Linked DNA regions of Gossypium arboreum: region 1 is linked to region 2. The links are chromatin contacts, called in public Hi-C maps. All regions are on one chromosome and are shown on one strand. The core of a region is the stretch at or near the end of the contact, and the rest is flanking DNA. Distances in the headings are between cores, read along the strand shown. Region 1 has its middle 49 kb from the start of LOC128282097. Region 2 has its middle 34 kb from the start of LOC128281963.

What was found. A called contact is a pair of places that touch in the nucleus more often than the background predicts.
Region 1: a Hi-C map of leaf shows a contact between it and region 2, with 2.3 times the contacts expected there. The contact joins two enhancer-like sites. A contact is called at or near these places in 2 of 5 Hi-C or Micro-C datasets (both in leaf).

Annotation. Positions count from the first base shown.
Region 1 is chr1:74,790,191-74,794,563 of ASM2569848v2, forward strand. No RefSeq gene overlaps it. Among protein-coding and RNA genes, the nearest start is that of LOC128282097, 49 kb to the right of the region's middle. Within about 2 kb of position 2,236, at least 2 of the 2 cell types and tissues checked have an H3K27ac peak or open chromatin away from gene starts, as enhancers often do. A contact at or near this core is called in leaf, where this site is marked.
Region 2 is chr1:74,659,751-74,663,887 of ASM2569848v2, forward strand. No RefSeq gene overlaps it. Among protein-coding and RNA genes, the nearest start is that of LOC128281963, 34 kb to the right of the region's middle. Within about 2 kb of position 2,816, at least 2 of the 2 cell types and tissues checked have an H3K27ac peak or open chromatin away from gene starts, as enhancers often do. A contact at or near this core is called in leaf, where this site is marked.

The DNA of each region.
Region 1 (4,373 bases), core at 986-3,485, 130 kb after region 2:
ATGTGGTTAGTGAATTCTGATAATATAGTAAATTAAAGTATTAGTAAATTTGGTAAATATATTGAATAATCTCTTGATATCAATGATATACGCTTATGAAATTATATTAGTAATATTGTTACTATTAAATAAATTAAAGAAATAGTAAGAATTGAATTCATAGGTACTTACTAAGCTTTCACAAACTTAACGCATTATTTTTCAACGCATAGGTGAAAGATTGAATTGAAGTTTTCGTTCAAAGTGGTGACCTCGACACATCTCATCACATCATCAAAACTTGGGAGAAAAGGGGTATGAAATAAATTTTACAGTATAAAATATGACATGTACATAAATGAATTAATGAAGTAATAAAGAAAGTGTCTAGGCATTTAATATTTGAGTTTGATGTATTTGAAAACAAAATTCACGTCACGACGTCGGATCCTTCATGTTGCGACGAGAATCGGACAGTGAGTGATATCACAACCTAGAATCCCCAAAGTCGCAACATCAACCTGAAAGTTTTAAAACTTTACAATTTAATCTTTATTCGACTTTAGGTTAGTAAAAAAGCATTCGTAAGCTTGTATAAAACTCAAATAAGATTGTGAATCATGTTATAAGTGTATAAGAATCTTAATAGCATGAACGAAAGTTTAAATTGAATGGTATTTGTATCAACTCAAATTTCATTTTATTTACTCGATTAAAGTTAGGATGATAAAATAAGACTCGTCAACTCAACTAATTCGAATTTTATTCACTCGATTTGATCAAATACTCACCCCTACATCCAATTAACCCTAGAAAGAACCATGAAGCCATATCAATAATGATGTCGTTTTAGACATCATAACAACATGATTGTCATTATTAAGAACTTTATAAGATTGGCCATTTTGAAAGGAAAGACAACAAAAGCATAGAGATAGATAAAAGAGGAAATAAATTTTTAACAAAAGCAATGAGAAAAAAGTTGAAAGCAATAGTAGAAGAACAACAACAAACGAAAAAAGATACCGGCATTAAAGTCCTGTATTTGGGCATGGAAACAAAATGATATCAATGAAGAAATTACGCATTCCAAAAATCTCCATAAACCTCATCAAGGATCACCAATAAGCCTCACTAGTAAATTTACTCAAGCCAAGCCATTTATAACCTTTTTTTTTTTTTTTTGCCTAGAAGAGCAATTATTGTACCCTTGTCTTAGCCCCCTTTCCCTTGGGGAAACTACCATGTAGCTGCAAAGTTGGGTCTTTTTTAGCATCAGATCGCTTCTTCATTTGCATCTCACGATGTTAAATTTAGTGAGGTGAGGTAAGGTGAGGTGAAGGTAGAATTAAGTGATATTTTTTTATAAGAGTTAAAATATAATTTTATAATTTTAATAGATTATGTCTTTATAATTTTTAAAAGATTAGATGAAAATTTTATTATTTTAAAAGAGTAAAGTACAATTTTATCATTTATTAAATTAAAATCTTGTAAACTCTAAAAGTTAATAGTGAAATTTTCTATTTTAGGGGTCGAATGCGCTGCCCTAGTAGCTATGGTAATGATGTAGTTATTAGCTTTAATACCGGTGTTTAATAAAATATTATTACAATAAAAATATCATAAAGGCTCTTATATTAAAAGTTATATTATATTTTACCTTATTTATTTAAAAATAAATAAATTAGTTCATATATATTATATTAAAAAGTAAATTAATCCGTTAAAAATTCATCCATTTCTATATATGTCATGTATTTTATACTAATATAAATAAATTAATTTTTACTGTACATAAATTATTATTTTTTACATAATAGAGACAAAATGTAAAGATATATATTTTTACCTATTATTTATCTGCTGTTTCGAAAAAGTATAAAGTGAAATAATTGGGCGAGTGGCAAAAACACACCCCGACAGACGCATTTACAGGGCGCAGCACCCTGTCAACCTAAAGATACCATTTGCAGAAAATTCCAAAACCTTCTTATAATTATTAATTACAAATAAAAATTATTGATACAAAAAAAAATATAATAATAATAATAATAAAATAGAAATAAATCCAATATATTACAATACAATACACAACCAACCACTCAAATTATGTAACTCACTGACTTCAAAAGAGCAAGAAGGGAAATAATAAGAGACAACGTAACGGTAACACCAGTAACCGGCGTTGAGAAGGCAGATCCAGTGTCCATTGACGGTGCAGGCGCCATTGCACTGTCCTGAGCTGATACAATGGTGGCGACGGAGAGCACAACAGCCATAAACATGATCAAAATATCTTTAGAGAAGCAAACTTTCGCCATCTCTGAAAACTAACAAAGAAAATTATACAATGTTTTTCAGGGTAGAACAATAAAAACTCAAATTTTGTATGCAATACGAACCTTTCAAGGTGTGGGGGTTTCATATATATAGAAAGAATATAGGGTTTGGTAGATGAACTAAAAAAAAAATGAAGTGGAAGCACTTGTAGAAGGGGGGTTATTTGAACAGCTCAAAAGTGTGGGCGGTAGGTGTTTGATGAAATGATTGAGAAAAGAATGGACAACGGCAAGTTTGAAGCCGACACGTAGCCAATGATAGCTGTTGTTTCAAGGTTTGAAAATGTAATTGTCGGTTGGCGGCATGTTCTCTTGTATGAATGTGAAACCCTAACCAACACCATGTGCCGTGTGCAGCATTGGTATACCGTTGCGGCAGCTAGGCCTCCCATCATTCTTAATGGAGAAGGCTAAGGTAACGAGTGAAAACATGAATGGGACTGTAAAAGGTCTAGAAGGTCCATGCTTGCTCTACAAACTTTAATTGCTGTATTTCTTTCTTACTTCCCAAGGAAAAAAGGGAATATTATTTTCATTTGAAAATTAAGGGTAAAATAAACGCCATTAAATAACGACAACTGTTTTTTGTTTTGGTGAAAAAATAACGACAACTTTCGATGGTCACAAAGGGTAATAACGACAGTCTTTTTTTAGAAACAAACGTGTACCTAATCTTGGCATTAACCCAACTCAGAAATATTATTGCGTTTTAATCTAATGTCACAAAAAAAAGGTTAGTATACGGCGATGTTTTTACTTTAGAAAACGATACCGATGCTTCGACTAATAATTTATGTAAATATTAAATTAGAGTGTTGATGAAAAAATTATGTATGCTTTTTATTGGTTTTATATAAAAATTTAAAATAAAAATAAAGAAAGAATATTATTATAATAATACAAGAGTAAATTATAAAATATTATTAACTTTTAGTAAATTTTTACTATTGAAATATAAAAGTTACATTTTAATCATTAATATTATTGATTTATAATGTTTTAATCACTTGTCCGTTATGGTATATTAAGTCAAGATTAATATCTAATTTAATCTTTGAACTATTATTAAAATGTTTAATTTAATAATTTTATAATATTTTAACAAATTTTTAAAAATTTAATTTAATATTTAAGTGATACAAATTTAAACCCTATCATCTTATCTCGCGCTTATAAAAGGTATAACAAATTTTAATTGAGTTGCTGTGTATATTATCTAAAACCATTGCTAGTAGGGGCAGATTTACATCAAAGCGTGGATGCGGTGCAGTAAAAAGTTAAGGTTAAATGAAATGGTAAAAAGGAAGCCCAATCTCAGCTGATTCAATAATTAAGTATTGGTTGAATTTACACTCATACCGATTTGATTAAAAATTCTGAGTTTATTTCATAAATACATTTACAGTGAGAACAAAATTAAAACCAAACAGGCCCTTCAAAATTTAATGTTTAAACAAAAGTAATAAGAGAAACAATCAAAGATAAGCCAATAGTAGCGGTGGAAATGCCCACGGAGATTCCAGCTCCTGACGGCCACGGTGCCGAGGCAACGGTTAAGATAGCCATGACCAAGGCCAACCAAAAAGGCTTCAACATGCTAACTTGACCCATTTCTTTTTATTTTTCCTTGGGAATATGATATGAAAGTCTGACTTATAGAAAAATGACAGTTGGGTAACGTTCACATAACAGCTAACACAATCCATTATTGTGTTTTGTTGTTTATGAACTGGAAAGCTTTGCTTTGCTGCTTTTTTTTCTCTGTAACTTTTTATATGTTAAATGTGAAGTTGGTTTTAAATAAATTATTGAAGATTTTATTTAATTAAATTAACCTCTAATGTTATAATAATAAATTGTTTTAAGTTTAAAATATAATTTTTAAATAATATATATATTAATAATATTTATTAAATTAAATTTATAATTTTAAATATAATAAAAATTAATTATATTCATTGATTAAAATTGAAGAGAAATAAATATAAAATTACAAAAAAAAATGAATATTAACAAATTAATTCCTTAGAAGTCCTAAGATCTACTTGAATA
Region 2 (4,137 bases), core at 1,566-4,065:
AGCCAGAACTCTAATAGATACGAGCCAACATCTGTCCAAAAATAAAGGTGAAAGTGTTGACTAAGTGGAATATGTAAGGGTCATAGGCAGTCTAATGTACCTTATGAGCTATACTAGACCAGATATTACTTTCACTATGAGCAGTTTAAGTAGATTCACAAACAATCCAAGGGAAAACCACTGGAAAGCAATTGTGAAGGTACTGAGATATCTCAAATATACTCAGGACTACGAACTGGATTATTATAGAGATCTTACTATTTTAGAAGGATTCTCTAGTGCCAGTTGGATATCTGATATTTAAGATGCCAAATGCACAAGTAGATATGTTTTTACATTAGGAGGAGCTGTGTCATGGAAATCCTCAAGACAAACGATTATAACCAGATCCACAATGGAATTTAAGTTTGTAGCTTTAGATAAATCTGGAGAAGAGGCTGAATGGCTTCAAAACTTCTTGAAGGATATTCCTGATTGGTCAAATTTTATGCCCACAATATGCATATATTGTGATAACCAAGCAACAATTAGTAGAGCACAGAACGTAATATATAATGGTAAGACGAGACATATGCGTCGTTGACACAATACCGTTAGACAACTAATCTCAAATAGAGTTATCTCTATTGATTTTGTAAAATCAAAAGATAACATTGTGGATCCGCTAACTAAAGCTTTAAATTGAGATCAGGTAAATAAAACATTGAAAGGAATCAGATTAAAGCCCATGAAAATTAAAGGCACTATATGAAGGAAAACCCAACCTAGTTGACTGAAGATCCCAAGAATTAGGTTCAAAGGGATAACCTACTTGCATAAACCTTATGAAGTCACTGCGTGGTTTCTTATCCTAAGTCCGTTCCTATGATATAAACTGTGATTAAAAGTAGGATAGCTTAAGTAATACTTTTAATGACCGTTTCATGTTTCGGTGAGCCGAGCAACATATGTCACCTATGTGAGAGTGAAATGGGGTCGCTTCTAGGAGACTACTAGAGCATAGTTCTCTCAAACTCTTGCAGAACCAAGAGATGTTCACGACTATGTAAACATACCCATGAGAACTAAAACCTTACTAAGGAGGTAGTTGTGTGAGGTATATCATCATTTAAACAAACGATAGAATAGTTCAAGGACATCGCGTCTACTGGTCAACTAGTAAAGTAAATATACTTTCCTAAATTAAGGTTCAAGGTTGATGCCTACCTATCCTATGCAACTATCAATCGTAGATTCTATCACTACAGAGTCAATGTTTTTCGTTAAAACTATTGATTTCATTCATATGGGGAATTGTTGGAAAAAAATAGATTTTTGGAAGCTTGATGCATATTCTCGATTGGTAAATATGGAGATTTGAATCATAAAATTAACCCCATGAGACATTTATATTGGTATATCATATGCTCAAAATGGTCGAGTGATGAATGAGAAATTGATGCTCAAGTAAGCCACTTGTGAATTATGTAGAGAAAATGGAAAGTTTAGTTCCACATTGGTTAGATATCAAGTGTGGAATATGTTTATATATATGAACCAACTTGGTGGTTATTGAATGACTAAGCTAATGCTCTCCCTCGCGCGCTAGGGGTGCAAATCCAAACCTACCGAGGTTGGGGGCGCACCTGCACGACGTGGGCGAATCGAAATATCTGGACCGATCGAGCCTTTCTAGGCCTACAGATATATTTATCCCAATAAATAATTTTATTTTTTCTCAGCAGAACTAATCTCTTCAAATTTTGTTTGGGATTAAAAGGAGAAATATTAAATTAAGTTTAATGGCTCCTTTAATTCAGACGTTAATTTGGATTTTTAATGGTTCTTAATTCACGGACGTTAATGGCTCCATTAGTAAAAAAAAAATTCCAAAAGTTCTTTCATTTTGAATATTTTATTTAAACTGAAATAATCTGCAGGAGAAAAACACAGTGAATTTTTCTCTATTTTTCCTGCAAAAATTTTTGAGATCTTTTCCCTGTATATTTCGAACCTATTTTCGGTGATAGAAGAAAGCTAGACTACAGTTCATTTATCACTACAGTCGTGCTACTGTCATGCTCATCTCATTGTTGTGTCATGGGAGACAGTCGACCAACATTTTCCAGCACCAAAGGAGCGGCTGAATCTGTCTTAAGAAGACTGTGAAAACAGGCCTCAACTACGAGTCAGATTTCTGCTTACCTACGAGTGCACAATTTCGATCCAGTTTTTTTTCCAATTTTTGTTTATCACATTTATATATATTATTCTAGTTTGATCTTGTGAGTTAAATCAATATTTCACATTATTATTTATTTCACTAACGTATTTGAAACATATACATACAAATATATCTCAGTTATTAATTTTAGTTTCTTAATAAATTATGTTAATATGAATATATTTATATGTAAATATTTATTAGGTTAAATAACTTTAAAATGTTTAAGATAAAAATAAATGAAAGTTAAGTTTGAAATATCAAAAGTTTATACCAACTACCAGTAAAAGCTAGTATTGTGTTTCTAATTACTTGGTATTGATTGAGAAACAGCTTGGTTTGTATTGATTACCATGATATCTATTAAATATATATAATTTACATTTTTTATGAGGTGAATTTAAATTGTGTTATCAAATATTAAAAGTAAAATAAATTATTATAATTAAAATTAAAATAATTATAATTTAAAAAATTGAAAATTATTTGAATCTATGAAGCACCGATACAGCTCTTTCCCTCTCGTGCCGGTGTCGTATGGGTGTTTAACCCAGATGCTGCGAATACGTATGGGATATGTCGAAATACATCAAAAAAAAAGAAGTTGGACATGGTCAAGACACCGGTGCCCCAAAATGGAGATTGACAGACACGAATGAGTGGCGGCCGTTGAGCTGATGAAGAAGCGATCTGTTAGTTGATAAAATGAAAATGATTGGTAGCGGTTGAAAGAAATGAGAAAGACGGGGTTTTTTTTTAGGTTTATTAAACTCACCGTTTCACTAAAGTGGTGTGGGTCTTTTTTGTCAAGTTTTCTTTACTTGATTGTGGGCTTGTTGCTTTGGTTATATTATTATATATTTGGGTTATTTGCCAATGCTATACGTAATCTACACCTATTCATGGGTCAGGTTACTCGGTTTGGCTGGAACTCCTGCCCAAAATGTAGAAGGATTTGAGTAAAAATATAAGCCCAAAAAATAGGTTTGGACAAAAAAATAAGGCCTGTTTAAAAAACAGGTTAGGCCTCGAGTAAGGTATTTTTGCTCGGGCTCAGCCCGAATTCACTAAAGGACAAAAAAATATGTTTTTTTAATATTATTTTCTTATTATTTTCTCCCTAGTTTGCTACCATTTTACTATTATGTTGCTACTATTTTGTTGTTATTGTTTGGATATTTTATAAAACTTATTTTATTGTTAATTTTGTTATTATTTTAAAGATATTTTTTAATTTTGTTATTATTTTAGAGTCATTTGCTTGTTAAGTTGCATCTATCTTAGTGTTATTTAAGTATACACATTTTTTAAAATTTTATTTTCAATTTATTGGGATATATTTATTTTGATATTTTTAGTATTTTTGATGTATTATATATATTTTAAAATTATATAAAAATTAATATGGACAGCCGAGTCGGGACCAAATTTTAACATTTTTATTCGGGTCGGGTTGGATAAAATTTTAGGTCCATTTTTTGAGCTCGGACCTAACAAACGAGTATAAATTTTTAGTTGAACCCGGCCCGGCCCATGCACACCTCTAACTTAAACTACTATAAGTAACATTTTATTATTATATCAAGATAAATTTATACATTAAGAATTTAATGTTTATAAATATAGAGATTAGAGAAGCATAATAAAACATTCTCATTAATGAATAAAATATAAAATTCTCTTTTAACTCTTAATTTCTGTTATCTACTCACTTTTATCTTTAATAACAACATTTAATTTGTAGAAATTTTAGCTTAAAATATTTTAATTAATTAAGATTAAATAATCAAGTGTTACTATTATTTTAATAAAATGATTGTGAATAAAAAGTATTTTAATATAAAAAATATATTTCTTATTGTTGTACCTTGTTGTATTTGTATCTTCGTTTTCTAAAATTGTTGTCACTGTGTCCGTATTGTGTTATATTCATA